Regions from separate parts of the Mus musculus genome. Here region 2 is linked to region 1. Evidence: chromatin contacts called from public promoter capture Hi-C data. All regions are on one chromosome and are shown on one strand. The core of a region is the stretch at or near the end of the contact, and the rest is flanking DNA. Distances in the headings are between cores, read along the strand shown.

Region 1 (6,354 bases), core at 1,599-4,098:
CTTGCTATATAGCCAAAGCTGGACATGAACTCTCGGTGTCCCTCCCTCCACTCCCAAAGTGCTGAGATTATAAATGTGTACTGTCCAGGCTGGCTTGAAAGTTAGTCTTTAAGATAAAAACAAACAAACAAACAAACAAACAAACCAAAACCCTATTAGAATGTCAGGGCCAAAGAAACAGGTATGATATCATAAATCTTTAATACTAGTCTGTGGGAGGCTAAGGCGAGATTGTGAGTTCTAAGCCATCCTGAATTATATGGTGGCACAAACTCAAGTTAAAAGAACTCAGCAGGTAAGAGCACTGACTGCTCTTCCAAAGGTCCTGAGTTCAAATCCCAGCAACCACATGGTGGCTCACAACCATCCGTAATGAGATCTGACACCCTCTTCTGGTGCATCTGAAGACAGCTACAGTGTACTTAGGTATAATAAATAATTTTTTTTAAAAAATTAAAAAGTAGAAATGTTGAGTCTTGCAAGGTGGTGCAGAAGCAAGCAGATCTCTATGTATTGTTCAAGGCCAGCCTGATCTACATAAGCAGTTCTAGGCCAGCCTGATCTACATAGGTAGTTCTAGGCCAGCCAAGGATATATCACAAGACCTTGTCTCAAAACAACAACAAAGTACAGTAAAGATTATGATGGCTGTAATCTCAACAGCAAGGAGGTAGAAGCAGGAAGATTATGAATTCAAGGCTGGTTGACACAGAATGTGAAGAGTCTGTCTCAGTAGAGCAAGCCAGAGTGCCATTGTGAAAATGGACTATGAGTTATTTTGTTTACTCTAAAGTGGAGCCAACAAAGGAATTATTGACATGTACAGATGGAGAGGGTAAAATCAGTCAGACACACGTGAGAATCACCCTCATCCTCTGGTAACTCACAGAAAGATACCGACACTGAAGGAACTGGCTCAGGTACAGGTGTGTCGTGTCTGCCACAGAGTGACACAGTTCATACTGGACAGAATGACATAGTTCAGGTGGGCTGTTTTAACTGAAAGAGGCCCTTCTGAGGAACCAGCCAACTCTCCCACCTCCAGTTCAGTCAGGTTTATTCACTGTTGAGCAACAAGAACACCAAGGACCCAGTTGTTAGTGCTGGGTGGTTACTGTCAGATGGATAGAATCCAATCCCTGCCCTAAGGAAGGCAAGCGAGAAGCCATGAAGGCGGCTAGGGAGATGTGCCGTGGGCTCTTCTCAGTCGTGTCTCGGGAGTATGTTGGACGCGAGCAGGCAATATCTGAGGCTTCACTGTGCTATGAAACCAAGCTTAAGCAGGCCTGGCCTGATGCGAAGTGGACCCAGCACAGTCTCCGAATAAGAAACTCAAACCACTCCTGTGTATTTTGAGAACTCCAGATGTCAGCAGCTACCTTCAAAAAGACAAAGTCAGGGCAGCACTGACATTAGGTCTAAAGAATGCCCCCTTCAGGGCCAGACATGGCCAAGAGGGTATATAATAGGGCATGTAAGAACCCATTTTTGACCTCCATCCCTCTCCTGGGCTGATCCGAAAGCAGAGAGTTGTCCCCAGTGTCTGGTTTTTTACTGGCCCTTTCTCAGGTCACCGCCTCCCCCACTGGCCACCTGATAAAGAGAGGAGGCCTCTCGTTCTACTAAGGGATGTTACCATCTCATAGAACCTGATTCTGAAAGCACACGCCCCCCAACTTCCTTTCTAAAAGTACAGATAATTCCCATGGGAAGAAATGGGGGAAACGAGAGTCCACTAATTTACAGCACAGATTTCCACCCTACCCACCACAGACACTGAAAACAGAAACTGAGTTGCTCAAATCAAATGGAGCAGAGCTTATCCTGGTGCCCTGAAACATTTAAGAGAACCTGAGGAGAGAGAGGTGCAAGGATTGGCAGCCCAAAGTTTCATGGCCCCTCCCATCCCAAATTCTTGGAATCAGAAAATGCAGTCTTCCAAAGTAGGTCAGCTCAGCAGTGAACAGTTCCTCTGGAAGGAAAGCGAGCAAGAGCCTTCTCCTGATAGAGGACAGGATTCATCCAGGACTCCTGAAGCCAGAGCCCCAGAGGCACGGGAGAGAGGGAAGACAGGGAGACCCAACCAGGGATTAGAAAAAGCTCAGGGTCCCAGATCTCCACTAGTCAGTGATGGGAAGGGGGATTGTCAGAAGGAGAGGCAGATGGAAAGGAGCCTGAGTTTGCTAGGGGAGGAGCCTTCTGCCACTTCTAGATCCTGGAGGCTGCCCCTGTGTCCCGGGCCCCATGACCTGTGGGGCCTTGGCTTCCCTAGCTGGCAGAGGATTGGGCCTTCCCTGGGACACCCCCTTCCTCCTCCCCACAAGCCTGCGGCTCTCCTCTCTCTCTCTCTCTCTCTCTCTCTCTCTCTCTCTCTCTCTCACACACACACACACACACACACACACACCACACACACATACACTTGCCCCCCTCTCAAGCATTTGTTTTGTAGCTCCTCTTTGTCTGTTGGGCAGGAGGGCAAACACATCTGCCTACCCTCCCTCTGCACCCCCACTCCCTGTGCACCCCCATTCCCACCTCTCCACTGTCTTGGAAAAGGGATGCTGTAGCCTAGCGCGCGCGCGCGCACACACACACACACACACACACACACACACACTGGTACGTTTTCTCCTGCCCCCTCCCCAAGCGCATCCACGCCTCCCTCCCTCCCTCTCTCTCTCTCTCTCTCTCTCTCTCTCTCTCTCTCTCTCTCTCTCTCTCCTGTCTCTCTCTCCCTCTCTCTCCCTCTCTCTCCCTCTCTCTCCCTCTCTCTCCCTCTCTCTCTCTCTCTCTCTCTCTCTCACACACACACACACACACACACACACACACACACACACACATACACACGAGGCTCTCAGCACATACACCCTGGGCTGAGCGGTTCTGCCGGCTGCAGCCGTGGGCCCCTGCTCACCGTGCGGCTGCCACTGCCTGCGAAATGACGGCGGTTCCCCTCACTTCCAGGAATCCACGCTTCCTGGAAGGTGAGTGGCTGGGCTCACCCCTGCCTGCCACCGAGACGCAGACATGCACACACCACCCGCACTCCCTCGCCGTTTCCAAGGCGGCGGCCGCGTTCGCACCCCAGGGTCTCACCGGCAAGGGAAGGATAATGTAAGTTCAGGCAGAAGGCGGCTAGCGGAGGGGGGGTAGGGGGGTGATGGGGCTAGGGAACCAATTCAGTAACAACTCCCAAGCCTGAGGAGAGGGAGAGGACGGGGGCTGTGTGTATAGCGGGGGGGGGGAGGGGGCGTTCCTCCTTACACTTGGGGAGGATGGGAAAGGGTGCTTGGTGTTGCTAAGCGAAGACCGTGACTTGGACAGTGGGAGCTTGTGGTGACATCTTGATTAGGCCTTGGGGACAGAGGTAGAGCAGCCAGGGGTGGAATACCGAAACAGGCCTGGGTGGGAATGGAGAGTAGAAAGACCTGAGATGGGAAGAAGAGCTTTGACGGCAGATGCTTCAGCCTGGAACCGACATGTGAGGGGCCTCAGCCTCCTGCCCACAATAGAGAAGAGCCGGGGGTGGCAGTCTTTCTTTGCTCGTGCACTGACTGGTCCCTGATAGCAGGCTAGCATCCTGCCACCTGGAGCCCATGGTCAAGAAGAGAAAGCTGGAGAAAGATATCCCTTTCAGAGAAGTGCAGCGGCTTGCAGAGCTCCAGGCTATTCCCCAGAGGCAACCACTCAAGGGATCCAGGAGAGGGCCGGTCTCTTTCGGTGTGTGAGACCGCTCAGCTTAGTGGGACTGCTCCCCATCCCTTCCCCGCCTTTCTGCCCTTTCTCCACCTCCTAGTTGCTTTGCTGTGGACCTCACGATTTAGCTTTGCTCCCAGAAGGTTCAGCCAATCTACGATGGCTTTGACCAAGAAAATGTCTCTGATACCTGAGAGCAGCCTTAATTCTTGGCTTTGACAGTCTGAGATTTCTTGGAAGTCCCAGGCATTTGAAATTCCCTCACTGGGGTTTCCGAGGCTGAGAGGGGAAACGAATGAGTTTCCCAAATCTGACTTTGTCCCCGTCAGCCTCAGGCTAGAAGTCTAAGTCTCTGGAGCCTCACAAAGACCCTCTGGCCTTTGACAGAGATTCCTTCTTAGATTTTAGTGCCATGAAAGTAGACTTGAGTGTGTTTTCCCTCTTGCCTTTATCCTAGGGATGACAGCAGCATCAAAGAGCCTCTGGAGTTACTGGTGCGCCTTGAGGCACCTGCCTTTCTCTCCTGTTTCCAGCCCTTCATTGGGAGAGCCACAAAGAATGCTTTTCCCTCAGTGTCCCTGAGCTTCCCTTTAAGAATATTGTCTCCCAGAAAGCTAGCTCCTAGTCGTAGAGACAGCCTCAGCTCCAGGAGACTGGGCCAGATATGGATTTCCAAGAAATTCACTCATTTTAGAATCAGCAGGTCCCTTCTTACTAATACTGGGTGCTTTGTAGTAGGTCAGCACTAACCTTTGAAAAGAACAAGAAACTGGGTGTGGTACATGCACGCAATCCCAGTACTCCAAAGGCTGAGGCAGGAGGATTTTGAGTTTACTTAACCTTTTTTGACCTATCTAGCCTCAGTAAACTCAGTTGAAAGGGCACGTGTTAAAACCGGACCTGAATCTACAAGTCTTAATGGTCCTGAGCCGCTCACATCATGGTTTGTGTCTGGTGCTGTCTTAAGGCAACTTCTTAAGAAAACCGTTGCTCGCCTAAGGAGCCTCAGCAGGGGAAAATCAGATTCAAGCCATAAGGCTTTTTCTATAGCCGGAGAACAGGGTTCCTCGGGCTTCCGAGGGATAGAGTGGGGAACGGGACTTTAGGAGAGGTTGCGATGGGAAATGGTCCCCAAGTCCTGAGTGGTTGTTTTCTTCCCACTGACCAAAGCTGGAGAGGGAGCTCTCAGGAGGGTGTGCTCCGGATTTCTTGCCTCAGGCCCAGGACTCCAACCATTTTATAATGGAATCTTTATTTTGTGAAAGTAAGTATGTGCATAGCTGGGAAAGTGGGTAAAATACTAACCTAGGCGAACTTTAGGGATGAATTTTAGGGTCTCTCTCTCTCTTTCTCTCTCTCTCTTCCATGTTTAGGCCTTTGCGCATATACCCATGCATGTTCATGTTAGCAGATAATATAGACGGCTGTGATGTTTATCCCAGTAGGTATGTTCTCTTTATGTGTATCTATATGTGTGATCTGTGTCTGTGTGTTTATCTACATGTGTTTTGATTTCATTCATTTATATGTACAGGAGGCTGTGGGGAGGGGGGATTTTTGAAGGCACTCATGTTTTCAAGTATGTTATTGGATCTAAAAAAAAATTTTAAAAAGCATTTTTACAAAGCATGTTATCAACAAGTTGAAATTGACAAGCTTAAGATAACTGACATTTAGCTCTTGAGAGAAGTTTGGCTGAATTTAGAAAGCCTAATGAGCCCCCACTGAAGCAGTGACTCCTGACTGGCCAAGCAGTAGCCAAGGACTTGGTATTCAACATGTTTGTGATCCTGCCCCCACCTCAGCCACTACCAGCTTAGACAAGTAATATAACATCTTTTGTGCCCCCTAATCCAAAAAAAAAAAGGAAATAATTTTTCAGCACCTATTTTATACGGTGATTGGTGATTGTGAAGCTTAAAGGAGCATACAGACTAACACCTGATACAAGTATCCAGTCAGTAATTAGTAGCCAGCTGCTATCCTTATTGCTACTAATATTACCAATAGATTGGGGCAGTTCCAGATCCCTCTCCTACAGATTCCAAAGCTGCTCCTGGGAGCTCTCGGGAGAGCAGTAGGTAAAAATGTCCCTTACCACCTCCTCAGATCCCTGTTCTCTGTTCTACCCTGGCCCGCCCAGTAGTGGGTGATGCTCTTCCCGTCAGGCACAGATAAAGGTAGGGTAGGCCAGACTCGGCTGCTGAGCTCACGGAAGTGAGAGTCAGCAAGGGGCACCCGGCTGCTGTGGCACAAGGTAGGGTGCTCAACATTCAAGCCTACCTCACACCTGGCTATAGAACAAATGTTTGTGATGTTTAACTGAAGTTTTTCTTAAACATTAGGTAGTGGACTATAGATGGCTTCAGCCCAAGCTTTACCTGCCATCCGTTCTCTCCTCCAAGGTAGCGGGGACTCATCTCTGGAGAAGGAGTTCCTTGGGGCCCCAGTGGGGCCCTCGGTGAGCACCCCAAACAGCCAACACTCTTCACCCAGCCGCTCGCTCAGTGGTAAGTGCGACCCTCTACCCACTCCTGGCAACAGGCAGCCCTGTCTCTTGTCTTTTATTTGGCCTTCGGTTTGCCTTCCCCTGGCCACCATTTCCGCATCATTTCCTTCTGGTTCCTGCTCATAGACTATCAGGGTGGGGAA
Region 2 (6,354 bases), core at 2,670-5,169, 310 kb before region 1:
AGGTTTTTTGTTCAAGACAGTGGGAATCCATTAGAGAGTGGATAGAAGAGAGGGTGGGTCAGTCACCAGGCAATTACAGCAAAACAGCCAAGGGAGGGTGACGGTCTGGTAAGATCGTGTCAGTGGTGATGAAAGATAGCACTACCAAATCAAGAAACAGAGCCGTCAGGGCTTAGGGGCAGCTCACACACGTGGAACTGAAGGAGTCATGCTGGAATCTTACTACCAGGCTATAAGTGTGTTCTATACTGTACACAGTTTACACAGGACTGAGGTTAAAACACAGAGTTTTATGCATTCTAACTAAGCAAGCACTCTACAGCTGAACTACATCCGCAGATACAATACTGTAGCTGAGATTTAATTACATGAATACATGTCCTTTAAAAAGAGACAGAGGCCTGATGAGATGACTCAGCCAGTAAAGGTTCCTGCCACCAAAACTGACAACCTGTATTCGAGACCCAGAACCACATGGTAGAAAAACTAACCCTCACAAGTTATCCTTTGACCTCCTTGGCATGTGCGCGCACACACACGTGCACACATGCACAAAATGTGATTTCTTTTTAAATTTAATTTTTAATATGTAATAAAGAGAAGATGCATTTAATCCTCAAGAGACTTGAGGCCCCAGGGAAGGGGAGGCCTGGAGGGAGGAAGCACCCTCTCAGAGGCAAGCGGGGAGGAGGAATGGGATGAGGAACTGTAGGAGGGAGGGGGACAATGACTGAAATGTAAATAAACAACATAGTAATAAAAGAATGAAAGAAAAGAATGCAACTGCTAACCATTTTTTAAAAGGTAATAAAGAGTAAAGTTTGAGGGGAAAATAGAGATGTGTAGGTAAAATGACATGATGTTCAGGCTGTGGTTATAAAGCTGTTCTACAAGCATGATACGGCCATTGAGTGTTTAGTGGAGGCTATGCATATGTGGGGCAGACCTAGACAGGAAAATTCTTTCTCTCAGCTTTGCTATTATTGTAAGACTGTCTTTTAAAATAATCTGTGTAATTCCAGCACTCGATGGCAGGGGCAAGTGAATCTTTGAGGCCCAAGTCAGCCTGGTCTACAGAGGGAATTCCAGGACAGCCAGGGTTACATAGGGAAACCCTGAAGCGGGGACGGGGGAGGGGAGAGAGAGAGAGAGAGAGAGAGAGAGAGAGAGAGAGAGAGAGAGAGAGAGAGAGAGAGAGATTTTAGTAAGGTGACTGCATAAAAAAACAGGTATGCAAAACTCAAAAGTAATGATAAGTGAAGCAACAATCAGTTATATGAAACAAAAAAAACAGGCTTTTATAATAAGTAACAAAAATTATAAAGCTGGCATGGTGGTGAACCCCTCTAAGCCAAGCACTCAGGAAGCAGAGGCAGACTAATCTCTGAGTTCAAGGCCAGCCTTGGCTACAGAGCAAATTTCAGGACAGCCAGGGCTACACAGAGAAATGAGGCCTGCATGGGTCTATCCCAGGTCCTCTATATATGTTGTGCCAGTTAGCTTGGCATTTTTGTAGGACTCCTAACTGTAGGAGCGAGCGTATCTCTGCCTCTTCTGCCTGCTCTTGGAACTCTTCCTCCTATTTTCAGCTTCAGTGTAGAGGCTCTTGCCTAACCTTATTATATTTTGTTTTGTCATATTAGGTTGTCTCTTGAAGGCCTGCTCTTTTCTAATGGGAGATGGAGGGGATTCCAGGAAAGAGGGGAGGCCAAGGAGCACTGGAAGGGCATGGAGGGAGGAAAAAGTGATCAGGATGGTCTGTATGAGAAAAGAATCTATTTTCAGTGAAAGATGATTGATAGATAGATAGATAGATAGATAGATAGATAGATAGATAGATAGATATGGAGATAGAGTTGGAGATAGATAGATAGGTAGATAGATAGATAGATAGATAGATAGATAGATAGATAGATAGAGATGGAGATAGATAGATAGATAGATAGATAGATAGATAGATAGATAGATAGATAGATAGATGATAGATAGATAGATAGATAGATAGATAGATAGATAGATAGATAGATAGATTTAATTTTTTCTATTGGGATGAGGGACATGTGTCACCTGGTTTCTTGGGTTCTAGAAGCAAGGCCTCTGAATGCCGAGTGAACTCTGACCATTGAGCTCCAGCCACATCCAATACTTCCATGAATATATATTCAACCACTTTCTTTGGGACTGAGGATATAACTCAGTGGTGGAGTAGTTGCCTTGCAAAAGATTTAAGCCCAGCCCAGCCCAGCAAGAGAGAGAGAGAGAGAGAGAGAGAGAGAGAGAGAGAGAGAGAGAGAGAGAAGAAAAGGAAAGAAAAAGAAAGAAAAGAAAGAGAAGAGAGAAAAGAAAAGAAAAGAAAAGAAAAGAAAAGAAAAGAAAAGAAAAGAAAAGAAAAGAAAAGAAAAGAAAAGAAAAGAAAAGAGAAGAAAAGAAAAGGGCCACTGGCATTGCTATGCAGCCCTCAAAACTGTCCATGAGGACTTACTGAGACACTAAGGGAGACTTCAGGCATATGAGGGAAAAAAAGAAACCAGGACTTTAACAACATAGGAGTTTATACTAGGATGCTGGGAGAACCCCTTCATCAATGCCAGCCCTGACCTGGTCGTGAACTTAACTGTACTGAGTTGTCATCACGTTCCCAAGGACTCTTGGGGCAGCTTCTTGCTTCTTACCCCCACTCTCCATAGGTCATACAAATGCAGGAGCATGGCAGGACACTGGAAGTCATGTAAGGACCCCACACCGCTTCTTTCTCCTTGTTTGATACGTAAGAACATTCTCACAGAGCTCATAGCCAAACCAGGACTAATCTCAGGTCTCCAGATTCTTTCACTCCCTGCCTGCCCTTTTTGTTTCTTTCCTTCCTTGTCTCCTCCTTTTCTTCTACTTATGTAGTCTAGAGGCCTTGAATTTGAAATGAGTATTCATCTAAAAAAAAAAGTGTCTTCTTAGAGCCAGTGAGATGGTTGAGCTAGCTAAAGTGCTTTTTGTGCACGTCTGCAGACCTGGGTTTGACCCCCAGAACCTACATAAAGGGGCAAGGAAAGAACCGACTCCACAAAGCTGTCTTCTGACCTCCACATGCTCACCTTGGTACATATCGTACACACATGCATATGTACATGCACACACACACACACACACTCATAACATTAAAATCAGAGTTTGTTGAGATGAATCAGCAGGTAAAGATGTTTGCTGACAAACCTGACAAACTGAGTTTAATCCTTAGCACTCATGTGGTGGACAGACAGAAGCAACTCCCAGGAGCTGTCATTTGACCTCCACAACTGCACCATAACACACATACACTCAAGAGCATACATGGAATGCATATATGCATACATACATAAATTTTTAAATACACTATTTCACAGGTTTTTTTAATTGCCCTCTTTCAGTTCAGGGCCTCGAGCACCAGCACTCTGTAGCTGAGGCCTGTTTTCAGCCCCAGAATCTTTCTTCTGATCAGTAACCTCCCTCCTTCTCATAACCATCAGGCCTAACCCTGTACATTCTATTTGGCCATCATTTACAACAAAGGCATTTTGCTGATTATAAAATCCCAGAGGGTGTTTCTAGCTTGCACAACCTGAACAGATCTGAGAACAGTAAGTCTGCTCTGCTCCCAGCTTTTGGCCCCCATGAGGCTGTGATCTGAAACATGCCCCCGCACCTGGCCCCCTTCCTGCTTCCTCTGAGGCAAGCCAGAATACTCAACTATCTTCTATAATACAGCAACACAGGCACTGCCTTGATCCTTCACCGACATAAAACTTGTTGAAAAGCCAGTGACACTGTATGACCCATGATTCTAGAAGAATACATGCTCCACCCATTAAAAGAATTACCAGACAGGAGGCAAAGAGCAAAGTCCTATCCGAGGAGGAGGGGAGACTTACATCTGCCAGCCTGGGCAGAGGCAAAACTCTAGTGTTCCACGAGACGCTCCACCAGGAGCTGGTATCATGGATGCCCTGGTTCTATTTCTGCAGCTGCTGGTGCTGCTCCTGACTCTACCTCTACACCTACTGGCTCTGCTGGGCTGCTGGCAGCCTATATGCAAAACCTACTTCCCTTACTTCATGGCCATGCTAACAGCCAGGTCCTACAAAAAGATGGAAAGCAAGAAACGGGAACTATTTAGCCAGATAAAAGATCTCAAGGGGACTTCCGGCAACGTGGCCCTGCTGGAGCTGGGCTGCGGCACCGGTGCCAACTTCCAGTTCTACCCACAGGGCTGCAAGGTCACCTGTGTGGACCCAAACCCCAACTTCGAGAAGTTCCTGACAAAGAGCATGGCTGAGAACAGGCACCTCCAATATGAGCGCTTCATTGTGGCTTACGGAGAGAACATGAAACAACTGGCTGACAGCTCCATGGATGTGGTGGTCTGTACCCTGGTGCTATGTTCTGTGCAGAGCCCCAGAAAGGTCCTGCAGGAAGTCCAGAGAGTCCTGAGGCCGGTGAGTAGACCAGGGAGGGTATAGGCCTGGAGCAGGTAAGCATAGTAGGGCAACTCCAAAGGACGCTGATGTAGCCCACCACCTGACAGCTGAACACACCATCAGAATGGCCTGTTAGGCCTGTGCCTCTGCTGACGGTTGGGAGATCTGACCATGAAGGAGCACCGTAGGTTACTATGGAAACACAGGGGAGTGAGGAAAGCTAGAGAAGACACCAAAGGTGGTGAAGTTTAAATTGATGTCTAAGAAGTTATCATGGTGTGGAGGAGGTGGAGGGGGAGGCTAAAAGTGTTCTAGTGGAGGATGCGGTGGGGGAAATAAAACTCTTCAAGTAGAAGTGTTGGGGGAGTCGAGTCTATGAGAGTTTGAGCAGGGTGTGGAAAGAGAGGAATTTAGGATGATTTCTGAAGTTTCTGGCTTGCACAACTGAAGAGGGCGTGGATGAATCGTCCACTTGCTGGAATGGAAAAACTGTTCTGGACGTGCTGGGTCTCAGGATCCACTAAGACATCTGTGCAGAGAAGCCACGCGGGGCATCAGAAGTTCAGGTCTGGAAGTCAGAACAAGATGTGGTCTAGAGAATGAGCTCTGGACCCGGTGACTTTTCTGCAGTTTCAGTATGGGAGTGGACAAATTCCCTAGGAAGAGCACACTGGGGGAAAGGGTCTGAGGAAGTCCTGTTATAGCCAGAAGTCCTGGGATGTCTGGGTTATGCTGGACACCAGAATGTCAGGAGAGGCTGGGATCACACCTCTATCTAGCAGGTGTATCTAACCCACAACCCCAGGTCAGTTGTGAAAGTGGCCCAACACAAATTTGTGAATGTATTTAAAATACAATAAGACTTTTTTTTAATGACTTTTTGTAACTTAACCACAAAATAGCTGGGTGCGCACCTTTAATCCCAGCACTTGGGAGGCAGAGGCAGACAGATCTCTAAGTTCAAGGCCAGCCTGGTCTTCAGGGTGAGTTCCAGGACAACTAGGGCTACACAAAGAAACCCAGTCTTAAAAAAGAAAGAGAAAGAAAGAAAGAAAGAAAGAAAGAAAGAAAGAAAGAAAGAAAGAAAGAAAGAAAGAAAGGAAGGAAGGAAAAGAAAAGAAAAAATACAACAAAAAAGCTTAATCACAGATTTCTTGAGCACGAACAGGTAGACAAATATGTCACAATGCTCGAAGTTTACACACCTGGAAGTCAGTTGCTCCTGTTCCCTACTGTATAGTATTCCTGGTAATTCTATACAGACCTTTCACCTGTCATGGCCACCCAGTTACCAGAAGCTCCTTATATGCACTGTGAGGAGGACAGGAGCTAGACATACAGGTAATGTCTGGAGCCATTTGCTCCATAAACTCTTAGGGAGTTTAACTTCAGAGATCTGACAAAGCTGGATCTGAGAGAAGGAAGAGAATTGAAACAAAAAGAGCAAGATGGAGCAGATACAAATGACCTTAACTCTCTCCCTCCTTACTTCCTCCCTCCCAGGGAGGCCTACTGTTCTTCTGGGAGCACGTGGCTGAGCCTCAGGGAAGCCGGGCCTTCCTGTGGCAGCGAGTTTTAGAGCCTACCTGGAAACACATCGGAGATGGTTGCCACCTCACCAGAGAGACCTGGAAAGACATTGAGAGGGCACAGTTCTCCGAAGTCCAGCTGGAATGGCAGCCCCCTCCCTTCAGGTGGTTACCTGTTGGGCCCCACATCATGGGAAAAGCTGTGAAATAAACTCTCCCCAAGGATGCCATCTGATCTCCCCATCTGCAGCCAGAAGTCACCCCAATACAGTACTTCTAAGGAGGGGTCAGGTAAAGCATGAGAGAGACTCTCAGCGCCGCCGCTGCCGCTGCCAGGGTGATCATTCATCAGTTTCGGCCACTAGAGACAGAAAACT

The links. Promoter capture Hi-C pulls out the DNA fragments that hold promoters and counts their contacts.
Region 2: a contact with region 1 is called in a promoter capture Hi-C map of liver, with 3 times the contacts expected there. The contact joins the promoter of Mettl7b here to the promoter of Ikzf4 in region 1. A contact is called at or near these places in 2 of 39 promoter capture datasets (liver and pre-B cells).

The regions. Positions count from the first base shown.
Region 1 is chr10:128,642,487-128,648,840 of GRCm38.p6, reverse strand. It overlaps Ikzf4 (IKAROS family zinc finger 4), which reads left to right and starts at 2,848. Exons shown (of 8, transcript NM_011772.3): 1 at 2,848-3,120; 2 at 4,873-4,966; 3 at 6,108-6,212. The coding sequence starts at 3,034. It overlaps Gm26876 (predicted gene, 26876), which reads right to left and starts at 2,957. Exons shown (of 2, transcript NR_152728.1): 1 at 2,921-2,957; 2 at 1-1,379.
Region 2 is chr10:128,958,553-128,964,906 of GRCm38.p6, reverse strand. Mettl7b (methyltransferase like 7B) reads left to right here and starts at 3,919. Exons shown (of 2, transcript NM_027853.2): 1 at 3,919-4,466; 2 at 5,952-6,354. The coding sequence starts at 3,969. The coding sequence ends at 6,188.